Linked DNA regions of Mus musculus: all the other regions are linked to region 2. The links are chromatin contacts, called in public Hi-C maps. All regions are on one chromosome and are shown on one strand. Each heading gives the region's core, a stretch centred on a gene start, on an enhancer-like site or on the middle of the called end of the contact. The rest is flanking DNA. Distances are from core to core; before and after follow the strand shown. Region 1 overlaps Akap12 (A kinase (PRKA) anchor protein (gravin) 12). Region 2 holds the start of Armt1 (acidic residue methyltransferase 1). Region 3 overlaps Ccdc170 (coiled-coil domain containing 170).

Evidence for each region. Hi-C and Micro-C count contacts between places; a contact is called where the count stands out from the background.
Region 1: a contact with region 2 is called in a Hi-C map of double positive thymocytes, with 5 times the contacts expected there. The contact joins the enhancer-like site here to the promoter of Armt1 in region 2. A contact is called at or near these places in 1 of 484 Hi-C or Micro-C datasets (double positive thymocytes), 1 of 115 datasets of contacts at active chromatin or transcription factors (the SCID.adh cell line) and 2 of 9 other capture datasets (adipose tissue and liver).
Region 3: a contact with region 2 is called in a Hi-C map of CD4 T cells, with 2.0 times the contacts expected there. The contact joins the enhancer-like site here to the promoter of Armt1 in region 2. A contact is called at or near these places in 1 of 39 promoter capture datasets (embryonic stem cells), 9 of 484 Hi-C or Micro-C datasets (CD4 T cells, the CH12 cell line, Th17 cells and 6 more), 2 of 115 datasets of contacts at active chromatin or transcription factors (both in embryonic stem cells) and 2 of 9 other capture datasets (adipose tissue and liver).

Annotation. Positions count from the first base shown.
Region 1 is chr10:4,353,034-4,357,549 of GRCm38.p6, reverse strand. Akap12 (A kinase (PRKA) anchor protein (gravin) 12) reads right to left here. Exons shown (of 4, transcript NM_031185.3): 3 at 1-4,408. Among named protein-coding and RNA genes, the nearest start is that of Zbtb2, 33 kb to the left of the region's middle. Within about 2 kb of position 1,394, at least 52 of the 459 cell types and tissues checked have an H3K27ac peak or open chromatin away from gene starts, as enhancers often do. A contact at or near this core is called in the SCID.adh cell line and double positive thymocytes, where this site is marked.
Region 2 is chr10:4,431,191-4,436,150 of GRCm38.p6, reverse strand. It overlaps Armt1 (acidic residue methyltransferase 1), which reads right to left and starts at 3,546. Exons shown (of 5, transcript NM_024261.2): 1 at 3,440-3,546; 2 at 1,218-1,323. The coding sequence starts at 3,480. It overlaps Rmnd1 (required for meiotic nuclear division 1 homolog), which reads left to right and starts at 3,763. Exons shown (of 13, transcript NM_025343.6): 1 at 3,763-3,885.
Region 3 is chr10:4,511,807-4,516,470 of GRCm38.p6, reverse strand. It overlaps Ccdc170 (coiled-coil domain containing 170), which reads right to left. Exons shown (of 11, transcript NM_001370992.1): 2 at 3,591-3,719; 3 at 2,159-2,415. Among named protein-coding and RNA genes, the nearest start is that of Gm22739, 30 kb to the right of the region's middle. Within about 2 kb of position 3,235, at least 6 of the 459 cell types and tissues checked have an H3K27ac peak or open chromatin away from gene starts, as enhancers often do.

The sequences.
Region 1 (4,516 bases), core at 145-2,644, 76 kb after region 2:
CTTTCATCTTTGTCCAGCATCTGTTGTGCTCCCTGGCTGTCAGCCTGCATCACAGGAACCTGATTCTGTAAATCAGAAGCGTGGGTTTCGGGGGCTGTTTCTGTACGTGCAAACTGGTCGACGGCTGTCTGGATGACACTCTGGACAATCTTATTGCTCTTACTCTCAAGTTCCAAGATCTCAGGTTCAGCCCTGAGGATTTTCTCTCTTGCTGCACTCTCCTTGCCGGCAGCATCAGGACCAGCATCTGGCTTGTTATCTTCATCTGATCTCTGTTTCTGGGATGCGCTCACTTCTCTTTGAAGGTCAGAATGTAGGATGCTTTCAGGAGCAGGAGTTACTATTATTGGGATGGACTCTGCCTGAGACTCAGGCCCCTGGGGCACGGTGTCCTCTCCATGCTGAAGAGTCCCGTAGCCACCGGTTTCGGAGAGCTTCTCAGCTGGTAATGATTGCGCACCTGCACACTCCAAACTTTCATCCATCTCTGAAGTTGCCACAGTTTCTTCGACCTTTTTCACAGCTTCGGTTGTTTGAGTGACTGGTGTGTCTGAGCTTTGAACTTGAACCTCTATGCAATCTGCTTTGTCTTGGTCTGGGAGAGAAGGGCTTCCTTCAAGGCTGCCCAGTGCCTTTCCCCTCTCTGAGTGAGGCATGTCAGCTGTCAGGACTGGCTTAGGGTGGGTTCCTTCATGCTCAGGAGCAGCTGTTTCCTGCTCATGTTCTTCACTGGCTTGCTCTGTCTTGGTCTCTGTTTCCTCCTTTTCAACGTCGGTTCCCATCTCTCTTTTCTCCGGGCTAATACTCTGTTCTTCATTACTCTCAGTTTCCTGACATCTGGCCACTTCCATTACTTCACTGTCACGTGTCAAGTCAGCAGTCTTTTGACTGTTGGGTCCAGTGTGCACAGGCACCTCCAGTTCTTTAACACACTGTCCGTCTTTGACTTTTTCTCCATCAAACTGGCCAGCCTCACCCTCTTGACCCACCTCAGCCTTTGCCAGAATAGGCACTGCCCCGGCAGCCAGCGCTTGTGTGGGTTCTAGAACATCCCTTCCTGGTTTTTCCCTGTGTTCTTCCTGGGCTGGAAAACTAGATGGTGTTGAAGGCCCCTCCGTCTGAGCAGCAGCTGCCTCCTCTTCAGTGACCTGTGACTGCTTGACGGCGGCAATGGCATTACTGTCCTGGCTGTCAACGGTCTCGTCTTGCTGTGTCCCGTTTGGAGTGTCTGAATCTGCGAGGGGAGTACTTCCATTTGTCTCACTGTCTGTCAAGGTTTCAGATGACTCAGGGGCCACAGCCTGTTCCATCAGCTGCTGGTGCTTGATAACCTGGCATGTGGTGGCACGGTCTACATCCTCTGTGACTTCAGGAACTTCAAGGCTCTCTGGGGTAGCCTGTACAGTCTCGGAGCCCTGTGCAAGATGCTCAGTTTCAGCTTCCTGCACGGGTCCTTCCGGCACAACATCCTTCTCTTTCTCGGTAGCCAGCACCTCGGAGTCCTCCTCTACCTCCTCCACCTTCTCCAGTGCTTTCGGCCCTGCTCTCTGCAGAGTCTGGGTTGCAGGCACCTGGGAGTCCTCTTTCACTTTGTCTGCAACGGCTTGGAGGACGGCCTGCGTCTGGCGCTCCTGTTCTTCCGTATCTAGCATGCCACCCTCTACCTCCTGAACTGGGGTGGCTTCCTCTGTGGTGTCCGGGGAGTCGGACAGCTGGGAAACTGCAGACACCATGTCTGTGGTCTCTTCTGCCCCTGATGCTTCGGTAAGTTCTTCAGCGCGGAGCGCCTCTGTGGTTTCTGCGGCTGTCACTGCTTCTGAGGTAAAATCCACTTCACTGGTGACTATGTCGTCATGGGCATCTTTGCCCCCTGGTAAAGTCTGGGCGAGTGCAGGAGTTGCTTCTGCAGTGATGTCTTTTTCAGTGACCTCTCCAACAGGCGGTGTGGCCACTCCCTCTGCGTGCTCAAGAGGTTCTGTCATGGAAGCAGATATCCACGAAGGGGACCGCTCTTCGGCACTGGTGACTGCCCTGGTCCCATCAATGACCGCGACACTCACGGTGTGAACCAGAGTCTTACTAAGCTCCTCAGACACATACACAGCCCCCTTCAGCTGGGGCAGCTCCACGTTCTCCTGAGCTCGCTGCGCTTCCAGCTTCTCTCTCTCTACCGCATCGTACTCAGACAGAGGCACAACAGCTGGGACGTCGGGGTCGTCCTCATTGATCTCTCCTGGCCCCGAGTCTTCAACGGCGGCCTGTTCTTGCTTCCCATCTGCCCTTTTCTTCCGCCGTCCAGGAATAAATTTCTTAATGGAAACCCAAGATTCCTCTCTACTTGGTTCGATCTCGGAGGCCAACTGCTCTGCACCGGAGTCTTCGGCTCTCTCTTCCAGTTTTGACTTGGATTTTTTTCGTGGAGTGACTAATCTCTTAAATGACTCCCAGGTGGAGACGCCCTCCCCTTCAGAAGGGCTTCCAGCTGGCTCGGGTGAGGAACTTCCGTGCGCTTGGTCTTGTTCCTGGGTGCTGGCAGGAAGAGCATCTGCTTCTTTGTCTTTGCTAGCCTCCTCCGCTCTGTGGCCATCCCCTCCCAGTGTTCTTGGCCCTCCTTCATCATCTGAAGAGGATGCCTTCCTCGCTCTCTTCTTGGACGATCCGACACAAATCAACGCCTCCCAAGACACTGAAGTATCCACCCTGCGCTTTGGCTCCTCTGACCTTTGCTCCTCGCCAACCGCTCTGACCTCATCCTGCATTCCAGACGCCGTGCTCTCCGTGGAGGACAAGGTGGCACTCTTGACCTTATCCAGCTCTTCTTCCTTGTCGCTCTCAGAAGGTCTTCGGACCCGTTTCTTGGGTGTCACCATCTTTTTGAAGGATGCCCAGGGGGTGATCCCTTCCCTTTTCTTCTCTCCGTCGGAAGTCGCTCCTTCCTCAGCTTCCGCTTCCTGGGGTGCTTCCGATGGCCCCTTCTCCAGACACGCGATCTCCTCGGGCTCTTCAGGGGAAGAGGCAGAGCTCTCTCCCTTCTGCTCGTCAGCACTCTCTGGGGACTCGGTTTGAATGTGTTGGTATTCTCCTGGCTCTTCATCTCCCCCGCCTCCTCCTCTCTTCCCCTTCTGCTTCTTCCCGGAGAGCTTCTTTAAGCCCGAACTGCTGAAGAGCTTCTTCAGGGGACTTCCCTGTACCTTGATTCTCTCCTGAGAGGACAGCATCTCCACCTCACTGACAATGCCTTCGGGGTGTTTGGGTAGCATCTTCTCTTCAGGACTTAGATCTGTCAGCTGAGTATGGTCACCCCCAGAGACGCATACTTCTTTGGTCTTCATCAGCTCCTCCACAGGCTCAGCTTCCTGGGGGACCTCCTGGGTCTCAGCCAGTTTCTCAGGGGGCAAGGATTCTCCCGATCCTTCCACCACCACATCCCCTTCCACCTCTGCTCCTCCTTGCCCTTTCGTCATCTTCTCCACGGTGCTCACGTGGACCTCTGCAACAACTTCTTGGTGGGCTTCCGTCTTCTCATCAAACACTTCCGTTGCCAAAGGAGCACACTTCTCCGACAATGCCTCCAGGTCACCGACCTGGTCTTCCAAAGGCAACTCCACCTTCTCATAGTCGGCTGACAACCTGGCCTGGTCTGTGCCTTCTGCAGGCTCCTGCTCCTCGGCTGGGGCTGGCTCTGTCTTTTCCCCTTCTTCCTCGTCTACTTTTTCAGCCTCTTGCTCCTTTCTCTTCTCGGAAGTTTCCAGATCATCTTCCTTTGGTTTCTTGAAGCTGGTCTTCTTGCGCCAGCCGGCCCAGCCGTGAGTGAAGAATTTCTTGAAGGAAGATGTTGTCTCATTGCTGACAGGGCTGGTCGGAGATTCTAGGGGCTTGGTAGGTTCTTTCTCTCGGTTTTCTTCTCCATCTTTGGCTGCTTCTTCCTCGGTCCCTTGACCAGATTCGGCTTGAAGGGGAATTTCTGTGCTGCTCTGTGCTTGCTTCAGGGTGCCTTCTTGCTTCTCTGTGGATTGCTTCAGCTCACTTTCTTTGGATGCTGATTCGCCGACGGTCTCCACTCCGGGCTCTTGGTGGTCTCCTGCTCCGACGGAGGCTTCTGCCCCTTCGCCTTCATCCTTCTTGACAGTGAGTAGCTGGACGGTATCTGACTTTTCGTTTTTATCCTTCTTCACCGTGAATTTAAAACCAACAAATTTAAATACCTTCTTGAAGCCGACGTCATTAGCTTGGGACTCAGCAGCCTGCGCCATTTCTTCCACATTGCTCTCTGAAGCAGGGATCTGTTCGATTATTTCCGGTGTTTCCTCCTGCTCGTCCTTTGTGATATCTTCAACAACTGTGGAACTGGCTGCCATTTCTTTAGCTCGGTCTTTTTCTTTCACATCTTCTGACTCTCTCTGTCCAACTATTAACAAGGGAAATGGAGAAGAAGGGAAAATTACTTTGTTCAACAAGCGTAACACTCTCCTTAGTAGTACAGCGTAGTAGATTGTGGAAGTATTTGTAAATGTTT
Region 2 (4,960 bases), core at 2,297-4,796:
TGTGTGGGACACAGACATACACAGAGATCAAACACCACATACATAAACACATAAACACACAAACACACACACACACACACTAAATAAATAAATAAATGAAAGAACTCTATACTCAAAATACCTGTGTGCACCCTTGTTCCTTTTCAATCAGGCCAATAAAATATCACTACAGCTTAGTGGTAGGGGCACACACCTTTAGTTCCAGTACTCAGGAGGCAGAGGCAGGTGGATCTCTGTGAGTTAGAGGCCAGTATGGTCTAGAGAGTGAGTTCCAGGACAGCCATAGCTACACAGGGAAACCAAAATGCTAGAAACCAAAATGTCTCCAAAAAACCAAAAAATACAAACAAACCACTAATCAGCAGTCTAAATGTTTGCTGCAACGTGTTCAAGAAATATATAGGACCTGGCATGCAGCTCAGTGGGTAAAGTGCATGTCTACCATCCAGAACCCCTGGGTGAAAAGGAAAGGGGAGGGGAGGAGAAGGGAAAGGGGAGTGGAGAGGGGAGGAGGAAGGGGGAAGAGGAGGGGAGGGGCAGACTCTTGTGATCATCCTCCAGCAGTGTACAATCTGCATATGGTGGCTCACAACTGTAATCCACGTGTTCAAGATCTTTAGGTACTCAAAACCTTGTCTTAAATTAAAAGGACAGGAAGGAAGCAAGGCAGGCAGGGAGGGAAGAAGGAAGGGAAGAAGGTACAACTGCATGCCGCACAATCCAGAGATAACTGGTCCCATAGCTTTAAAGGCTTTATCCACATTAACGTAATTACTTACTTGTTGTTGTTTTCTCACCTGTTGATTAAACAGGCACGGTGAATTTTAAAGTCGTCCTCTACCCCAACCAGAAAGTCTTTCCTGTGTTTAATCACATTGTGTTGTCAAGCAACTGTAATCCCCACTGCCCTTCACCCCGAGGTTTGCACTTAGGGGACTCAAGGGCTCCAATTAGTAACACAGATGCTGTAAGACAGACAGGTCGCTGTGACACCTCAAAAGCTCTTCAGAGAAGTCAAGGCCATCATTTATGACCACTAAGGTCTAGGGAGACTAAGCTATTAGTGCACAGGTCAACCAGAGGCTACCTCAACACACAGAAAAGCAGGTAAGTATTTATGCCAGAAACAGTCTTTACATGAGAGCGGAAACCTTCTATAAATACTGTTATTCTTGTGAAGAACTAGCACAAAATTAAAGCTGAAATATAGTTCTTACCTCTCCATGTTTTTCAAAAAATTCACTTTTATGTCGATGCAATGTATCAATAACCTTGGTTAAGATCTGCGGTGTTCTGTCCTTAATCGTAAGATATGCAAAGGACCTAGGAGAGAGTCCAATATCATGCATTACTCAGTAGCTTTGACACTAGAAGGCATGCCCAATTTTAGTTTCTGGAACACCTCATTTGGGTCCAAATTCCTTTTCATATGACTATTTTAATACACCAGTTTTATTTGCTTTATAGATATGAGACTGAACTCCTAAACTGCTCACTTGTCTTGTACGAATGAAGCTCCAGAAGAGGAGAAAACACAGCGGCACACAGCTGGAACCCCTGCTCAGGAGGACAGCAGGAAGAGGAGCAGGAGTTTAAGGCCATCCTGGGATAGATAAGATTCATCTGGAAGGAAGGGAGGAAGGGAGGAAGGGAGGAAGGGAGGAAGGGAGGAAGGGAGGAAGGGAGGAAGGGAGGAAGGGAGGAAGGGAGGAAGGGGGAAGGGAGGAGAGAGGGAGGGAGGAAGAGAGGGAGGGAGGGAGGGAGGGAGGGAGGGAGGGCTGGATGAAGGATGGGAGGGAAGAAGGCAGAAGACCCGAGACAATGTGGAACTCTACTGTCATGACCACTGCACAAACTGTAGTACTGGGTTCTGCCCCAGAACTTGACTGAATCATTTTCTTTTCCATCTACTCAATTTCTTTTTCTAAATCAGAAACGACTTCAGCAATGTGGTTAAGTTCAAAAAAGGACAGGTCTTGCAATTCAACAGGCTCTGGTCCTAGGTCACTGGCTTAGAAAGATGAAATGAAAATCTCAAAGTGGTTTTGATTTGCATTTCCCTGGGTAGGGTATGTGCAGGTGACTGCTGGGGCCAGAGGCTCTGGATCCCCTAGAGCTAGAGTTACAGGGCAGGGTAGGCCACACCTAAGCACCTAGGAACTATTCCAGGGGCTGGAGACAGGCCTCAGCAGGGAAGGGCACCTGCTACCAAGTACAACCTCCTGAGTTCGATCCCTGGAACCCACATGGTAGAAGGACAAAGGGGACTCCCTACACAAGTCGTCCTCTGACGTCCATTCCTGGGTAATGTCACAGGTGAGTGCCACACTCCCCCAACACATAAAAACTAATTAAATCATTTGAAAATAAAGTATTTGAAATATGAATTTGGAGCCTAGTGGTGTCTCCCTCTATAATGACACAGAGTATAATGGCAGGAGTATTGGGAGTCCCAGGTCATCCTTCACTACATAATTCAATAGCTCCGTGTCAAAAGAAAACCAACCATCCAGCCAGACAAGAAGATTGGCTACTTAGCCAATGCTTATTTCTGCTCTTACTTATAACTTTGCTCTCAGCGTTGTAGCATATTGTAATTCCCCCTTTGTCCACAGGTTTGCCTTCCCAGGGGCACTCAACCAGTTTAAAAACATTGCAAGTGGAAAATTCCAGCAGTCAACGATCTGTAAGTTTTAAATAATTTTAATTAAATTTAAAGTAAACTAACGTCCCACTAATTGTTCCATTTTGCTATTAGCTGTTTTGGTGAATCGATTGTGCCTAACAAATTTCATGAGAAGTGTGTATAGGGGGGAAAACTCTAAAGATGAAAATTGCAAGAACTACTTCTAATGATGTTTATTTTGGGGGCCAGTGAGATGGCTCAGTGGGTAAAGGCACATGATAAATCTGCTGCCCGCGACCGAGTTCTCGTTGAACTCCTGAGAGGTGAAGGAACAAAATCGGCTCCAGAGCTGTCCTCTGACCTCTAACGCGAATAATGGCATGTGCGCGCACACGCAAAATTAGGACGTTTTTAAATATAGAGTTATTAGTTTGACCCATACCATTAATACACACCGCAGTAGGTATGAGTCCTAATTGTTGGCCCCCGCAGCGCCTTTCCTTCTCACTTGTTAGAGACAAGCTTTTTCCTAATGTATCCCACAGTGAGCTCGAACTCACTACGAGCTCAAGCTGGCTTTAACTCGCAGCAATACTCCTGCCCCAGCGTCTCAATTCGGGACAGAAAGGAAGAAGGTACACAGCGGAACTAGCTAGGTCCTGACGCCGGCCAGCACAGCGAGCCGGCTCTCTCCCACCGAGGTGGGACTCGAACTCTCAGCTTGAGGATCCGGCGCTCCCGACCGCCCACAGCTTCCTCACCCAACATGGGTTTTTTCTCCCAAGAGCGCAAGAAAAAAAAAGCGAGACGCACCCCTCGTCCTTAGCGGAAAGAAACGCCGGGGACTCGGCCATCACACCGGCACCACAAGCCACTCAACTGGCGTCGCCCGGGGTTCAACGGCCGCGGTTCCAGAAAGGAAGCGTTGGAGCTTTTTTTTTTTTTTTTTTTTTTTTTAAGCGCTTTTGAACTCAGAAACTTTATTTGGTGGTCTGGCCAGGGTCAGAACATGGGGCGCAAGGGCCTTCCGGCTACGCGAGCGGAAGCCCTGGAGGACCGGAGGCGGTAGCCCGCCGAGCGGAAGGGGGGGGGGGGGGCGCGGAGCGGTCACGTGTTCGGACGGTCACGTGTCCCAGCTTGCCGGCCTGGGGCTTGCAGTGCGCCTGCGCCGCAGCGGGGCGGGGCGGGGTGTGTTTCCGCAGAGGTTCCTGCGGCGGGAGCGTGCGCGTGGGCGTCGCGGTCGTCCTCTCCGCGCACAGGTCAGTGCTTCGCGCTTCCCCAGCCGGAGAAGCTGGTGAGGAGGTGTGGGCTTCGGCCAGGGCCTGGGAATTTAGCCGGGAATCCGAAGCACCTCAAGCCAAACACTCCCGACCCCGCCGAGTTGGAAGCAGGGCATAGTAGTAGCTGCCAAGGTGCATGAAATCACCTTGAACTTAGGAACTGGAAGAAGTGCTCCCAAAGGTCAGCCCCACTTACCCGCTGAATCTAACCTGGATGCAGCCGCTTTTTTCATTGATGGTATTCTGCATCTCATGTACAATATATTTTGGTTATGTCCACCACCACCCCCAGCCCTGCCGTCAAACGCCTAGGCCTACCCATGTCCCACTCCCAACTTAAAACACTAAGTGCAATTAGTGCTATCCTTAGGCACATGGACATATTATGCTTAAGGATAATGCTCAAAAACTGCAGCTCCCTTGTGTTTCATTTTAAAAATTTACTTGACGCCTCTGTGCCCAAGGACACTACTGTCACTGAGCATAGGGGGACAAACACAGAAACCTGCTTTTGAAGAGAGGCAAAAATCTCCTTTATTGCTTTCTGATATCACTGTCGCTAACTAATATATATTATCCCTTATTTGCTCATTTCCAGAGCTAGCATACTGCACACGGTAAGGAGTAGTCATTGCATGAATTAAAAAGCTAAAAATACAAGGTATGTAAGTGGTGCTAAATATGAGGACAAAGTAAAAAATAGCAAGAGAATGGATGAGTGTTGGTTATAAGTATTAATCCTGTCACTCCAGAGGCAGAGGCCAGCCTGGTGTACAAAGCAAGTTCCAGGCCAGTCAAAGAGAGAAATTATAGGTTATCCAGAGAAATCCAGTCTTGAAAATCCAAAGTGGATGTGATGGATGTGTGTTGGTTATATGTATTATACCAAGTCACTGAGGGAGTCAAGTCCTTAGGAGGAGAGCTTGTGGACAGGTGAGTGGAAAGGCCCAGAGGGCCTGGAACAAAGGCATTCTATAGGGAATGCTGCAGTGTTGCAGAAGGCTCAGAAGGGCGTTTTAGGGGCATTGGCTTTTATTGTAAATGTAAAGCCATC
Region 3 (4,664 bases), core at 1,986-4,485, 81 kb before region 2:
ATCATTTGTGAGCTAGGTGTTTCTGTGTCCCCATATGTTGAATCAGGAGCCTCCATTAAGATAATGTGTGTGCTTGAGGCTTCCCAGAGGTAATTATTAAGTCATGAATGTGAATAAGAAGATTAAGAAAAAAGAGAGAGGCTGTCTCTTTCTCTCTCTACCATGGGAGAAAACAATAAGAAGTTCATCTTCTAACTGGAAGTAAATCCTACTAGGAAATGAATCAGTAGTACCTTAATCTTGAATTCCCCAGCGTCCAGAACTATTAGTAATAAGTTTATATTGACTAAGCCAGGTGATCTATTATACTTTAATAGCACCTTGAAGAATAAACTGGTACCAGGAGTGGGGTCCTGAAGTAGTACATACTTACTACAATAAATCCAGATTAAAGATGATAGTGTTATTGGGGTAACAAATGAGAAATGGTTAATATTTAGTTCTATTTGAAAATAGCTGTGGTTACATTTGCTAGTGGAGAAGAATATGAAAGAAAAGGAGAACCCTGGATGATACCAAGATATTTCACCTGGCATCTGGAAGAATGAAATTATCACCAGATCAAATGAGTACAAAGAGATATGGTGGGAACATAAGATTTAAAATGTCTGCTGAGCTTCTATGTGAAGATGATACGGAGTCATCACCAGCACTTAGATGGTACTTAAAAGACAGGAGATTAAATAGCACGGAAATAAGAATAAGACACTTCAATACTTGGAAGCCAGGAAGAGAAGAAAAAACACAAAAAGAAAAAAGTAGGAGATAAACTAGTCTGTAATGTTCTGGAAGCCAAGAAAGTGGTTCCCAGATCGGTTGTAGCTGATGCTATGGAGACCTACCAGCCCTGCTTCATCACTGATGATCTTACAGAACAACTAAGGACAGGTTCACAAAGATATCTAAGAACCCTGGTAATCCAAACTCTCAGGAAGAAAAGGGAGGATAAAAGCTCAAGAGCAGCCTATGGCTACACAGGGAGAGTGTGGTGGTTTGAATAGGCTTGGCCCAGGGAGTGGCACTACTAGGAGGTGTGGCCTTGTTGGAGTAGGTGTGTCCTTGATGGCGGAAGTGTGTGACTGTGGGAATGGGCTTTGAGAGACCCTCCTCCTAGCTGCCTGGAAGTCACTCTCTCGCTGTCTGCCTTTGGATAAAGATGTAGAACTCTGAGCTCCTCCAGCCTTACATCTGTCTGGACACTGCCATGCTCCCACCTTGATGATAACAGACTAAACCTCTGAACCTGTAAGCCAGACCCAACTAAATGCTATCCTTTAAAAGAGTCGTCTTGGTCATGGGGCCTTTTCACAGCAGTAAAACCCTAACTAAGACAGACAGCCTGTCTTAAAGTCAAGCGAACAAACAAAAAGTTTTTCTATAGATGGAAGAGGACAGGAGCTGGGGGTATTGGTTCATCTTTTAAGATGGAATAAATAAAAATAATATGAACTACTTCACTAGTAGTGATATTTAAAACTGGTCATGGAACAGCATGAGAGTCATTCTAACACTCAAGAGGTGGAGGCAGAACAATCTCCATGAGTTCTCTGTAGAAAATGCCGTGAAAGCCTAAGGAGGACTGTTCAAAGTAGTCTTGCTTCCTTGAATTTTTTAGCTAGCCTCTAAATACACTCTTTCTGTGGGCTTCTCTATTGCTCTAGAGTTAAATGTCTATTTAGGGAAAAGCTCACAATTAAACCTGCAAAAAGCTTTTGGTTTTTTTGTTGTTGTTGTTGTTGTTGTTGTTCTTTTTGTTTGTTTGGTTGGTTGGTTGGTTTTGTTTTGGTTTTTTGAGACAGGGTTTCTCTGTGTAGCCCTGGCTGTCCTGAAACTCACTCTGTAGACCAGGCTGGCCTCGAACTCAGAAATCCACCTGCCTCTGCCTCCCAAGTGCTGGGATTAAAGGCGTGTGTCATCACCCACCGTCAAGGTTCTACGCTTGCAAAAGACAACACTGTGTTTGATGAAATACTTAATAACACTTGAACTTGAGCAAAGTTTGTAAGACTACAAAGATATTTGAGGGCTATAATTGTTTTTTCAGCTTGAGTTTAAAGGGAAAGTCATATAAAACATTCAAAGATCACTCAAGATGTAGGCTGAGCTCTGAAGCTAGGATAGCCACTAACAAACTGGGGGATGTTTCCAAATTTCTTACTGTAATTTCTCATCCAGTTCTAGAACTTTCTTCATTAGTTCCTGGTTCTCCTTCATCATGGCGTGAACAGAGGCCTCTGCTCTGCTTTTAGAAGCTGAAACCGCTGCTGATTCCTCCTGGAGCTCCTCCATCCTGCCCCTCAGAGACGTGAGGAGAGCTGACTTTCTGGCACTGCTTTCTTTATAGCTCTCCATTTCCACCTTCAGCTCCTGACAGCAAGCTTCTTTAGAAAGCATCTTGGAGCGGAGTTCTCGAAGCTAAAGTGCAGAGAGGTTGGGGTGGGCGAGAACAAAGGGATTTAACAATGTGTATGCTGTTGGAAGGGCCTACAAAAGAGTCAATACTGTAATTTAAAATTTCTCCATTTTATTCCTGACCTCGTCCAATTTCATTTTCTCTTTCTTGGATTTGGATCTGCATTATCAAATTGAAAAGAGTAATTATTGTATATAATGTGTGTGAGAATTTGAATTCAATGTCGAGTACACAGACCAAAAAATAAAATAAAAATGAGCAGCATCTTAAGTTGATTTCATGCCACTCGGGAAACATTTCTGGTGGGTATTACAAAAAGCAATAAAATATTTTACAATGGGAACCAATTTACTCTATCAGCCTTGCTGCATTTAGTACTGATTTACAGTGACTTGGGGACTCTCCAAGCCACAGTGATTGTGATTCCATGGCCACAACTGTTTCTCTAGCAAATCCAGATGTTCAGGATATCATGGTATCTCTCCCATCGGCCTTCTAGACCATAATTATAGTTGGTAAAGAAAAAAATGATATTCAGATTCCTGGGGGAAATATGGTGGCAAAGGGAAATTATGCAAGCGGAAGGTCTGGACTTCTGTGGCTTCAGTAGCATCAAAATGCTGGAGGGTGTTTGCATTCGAGAATGCTGGGTCTCCGCTGTGGGACCATCTTCGCTCATGTGTGGTTCTTTGGAACTGGGAGTGTGCATGCTCACAGAGTTGCACATGTTTCCAGTTCGCCAACTGCTAGTTACCTCGCAGACCAGGCTAGACCCCTCACAGCCTCTGCCCTGAGAGCAGAAAGAATCCAGAGGGGCTCAGAAACTACACCACACTACTCGAGCTTGGAATTCGCCTGCCTGATCAGAACTCCCACACAAAAAGGATTCAGAAATCCTTCTTACCAGCTCTGGGAGACAAGCAATGCACATGAAAGGAAGACGTCCCCCAAGGCCCGTATGACTTTAACACAAAGTTCTCAGGTCTCCCCGGGTTATACAGACTTTCTCTAGATTCTAAGAGTCGGAGGGGCTAAGCATACAAAGAGTAAGTATAAACGTTGTCAATGGATTGAAATCCCATTCTTATTTCCTGTTTTTAACCTTCAACATCCTGTTTCACTCTATAAAAAGCTACAGAGATGCACTTCTGAGTGGTGACTGTGAACAGCGTCTCACCTCGGACTGAGCACATTCAAATTTGACCAGCATTGCTGCAAGCTCACTTTGAACATTTTCAGTCACATTCCGGTAGTGGTTCAGCTGTTCCCAGGTATCAGGGACTTCTGGGCGATGACTGGCAGTTCCCTGATAGAGTTTCCCCAAAAGACAAAGCATTAAAAGTATTAAACAGTCTGTCATCTGAGGCTGCACAAAGATATCTCGGCTGGAAGTTTCCTTTGTATTCCAAATGCACAGAAAGCATGACCAAGAATGTGTACTGTGTTCAGATCTTTTCAGTCTCGCTCTCAAAAGTTCAAAGGGAAACAGGAGACAGTCCAAGAAATGGTGCACACGCACACACACATACATGCACACTCATACATATACCTGAACATTCACATACTAACACACACACATACACACACATGCACACACACTCATACACACATATACTCATACATTCACACTCATAAACACACATATATATACTCACACATACTCACACATATAAACACACACTGAACACACATATACTCACTCATACACACAGAGAGACATACACTCTTACACTCATGCATGCACACTCACATACTCACACATACTCATACACGCATATATATACACACACACATACACATGCACACACACTTACACACACATACACTCACACACTCATATACACTCATACACATACACTTACACATAATATTATATGAAAAAAATAAGATGGCTTACCTAGGCTCAGTAGTAAAAGCACATGAGTAATACCCTGGGTTAGACCTCCCATAGAAGAAAGTAAAGGAAGGAAGAAGGAAGGAAGGGAGGGAGGGAGGGAGGGAGGGATGGAGGAAGGAAGGAAGGAAGGAAGGAAGGAAGGAAGGAAGGAAGGAAGGAAGGAAGGAAAGAGCAAAAGAAAAGGGAGGAAAGTAGATAGCCAGGCCCAGTAGCACTTGGGAGTTGGAAACAAAAGGATCAGGAGTTCAAGATCAACATGGACCACCTAGCAATTTCATGGCCAGCCTGGGCTACATAAGACCCTATCTCAAAAGGCACAAAACAAAACAACCAAGAGAAAAAGGAGCAAGCAAG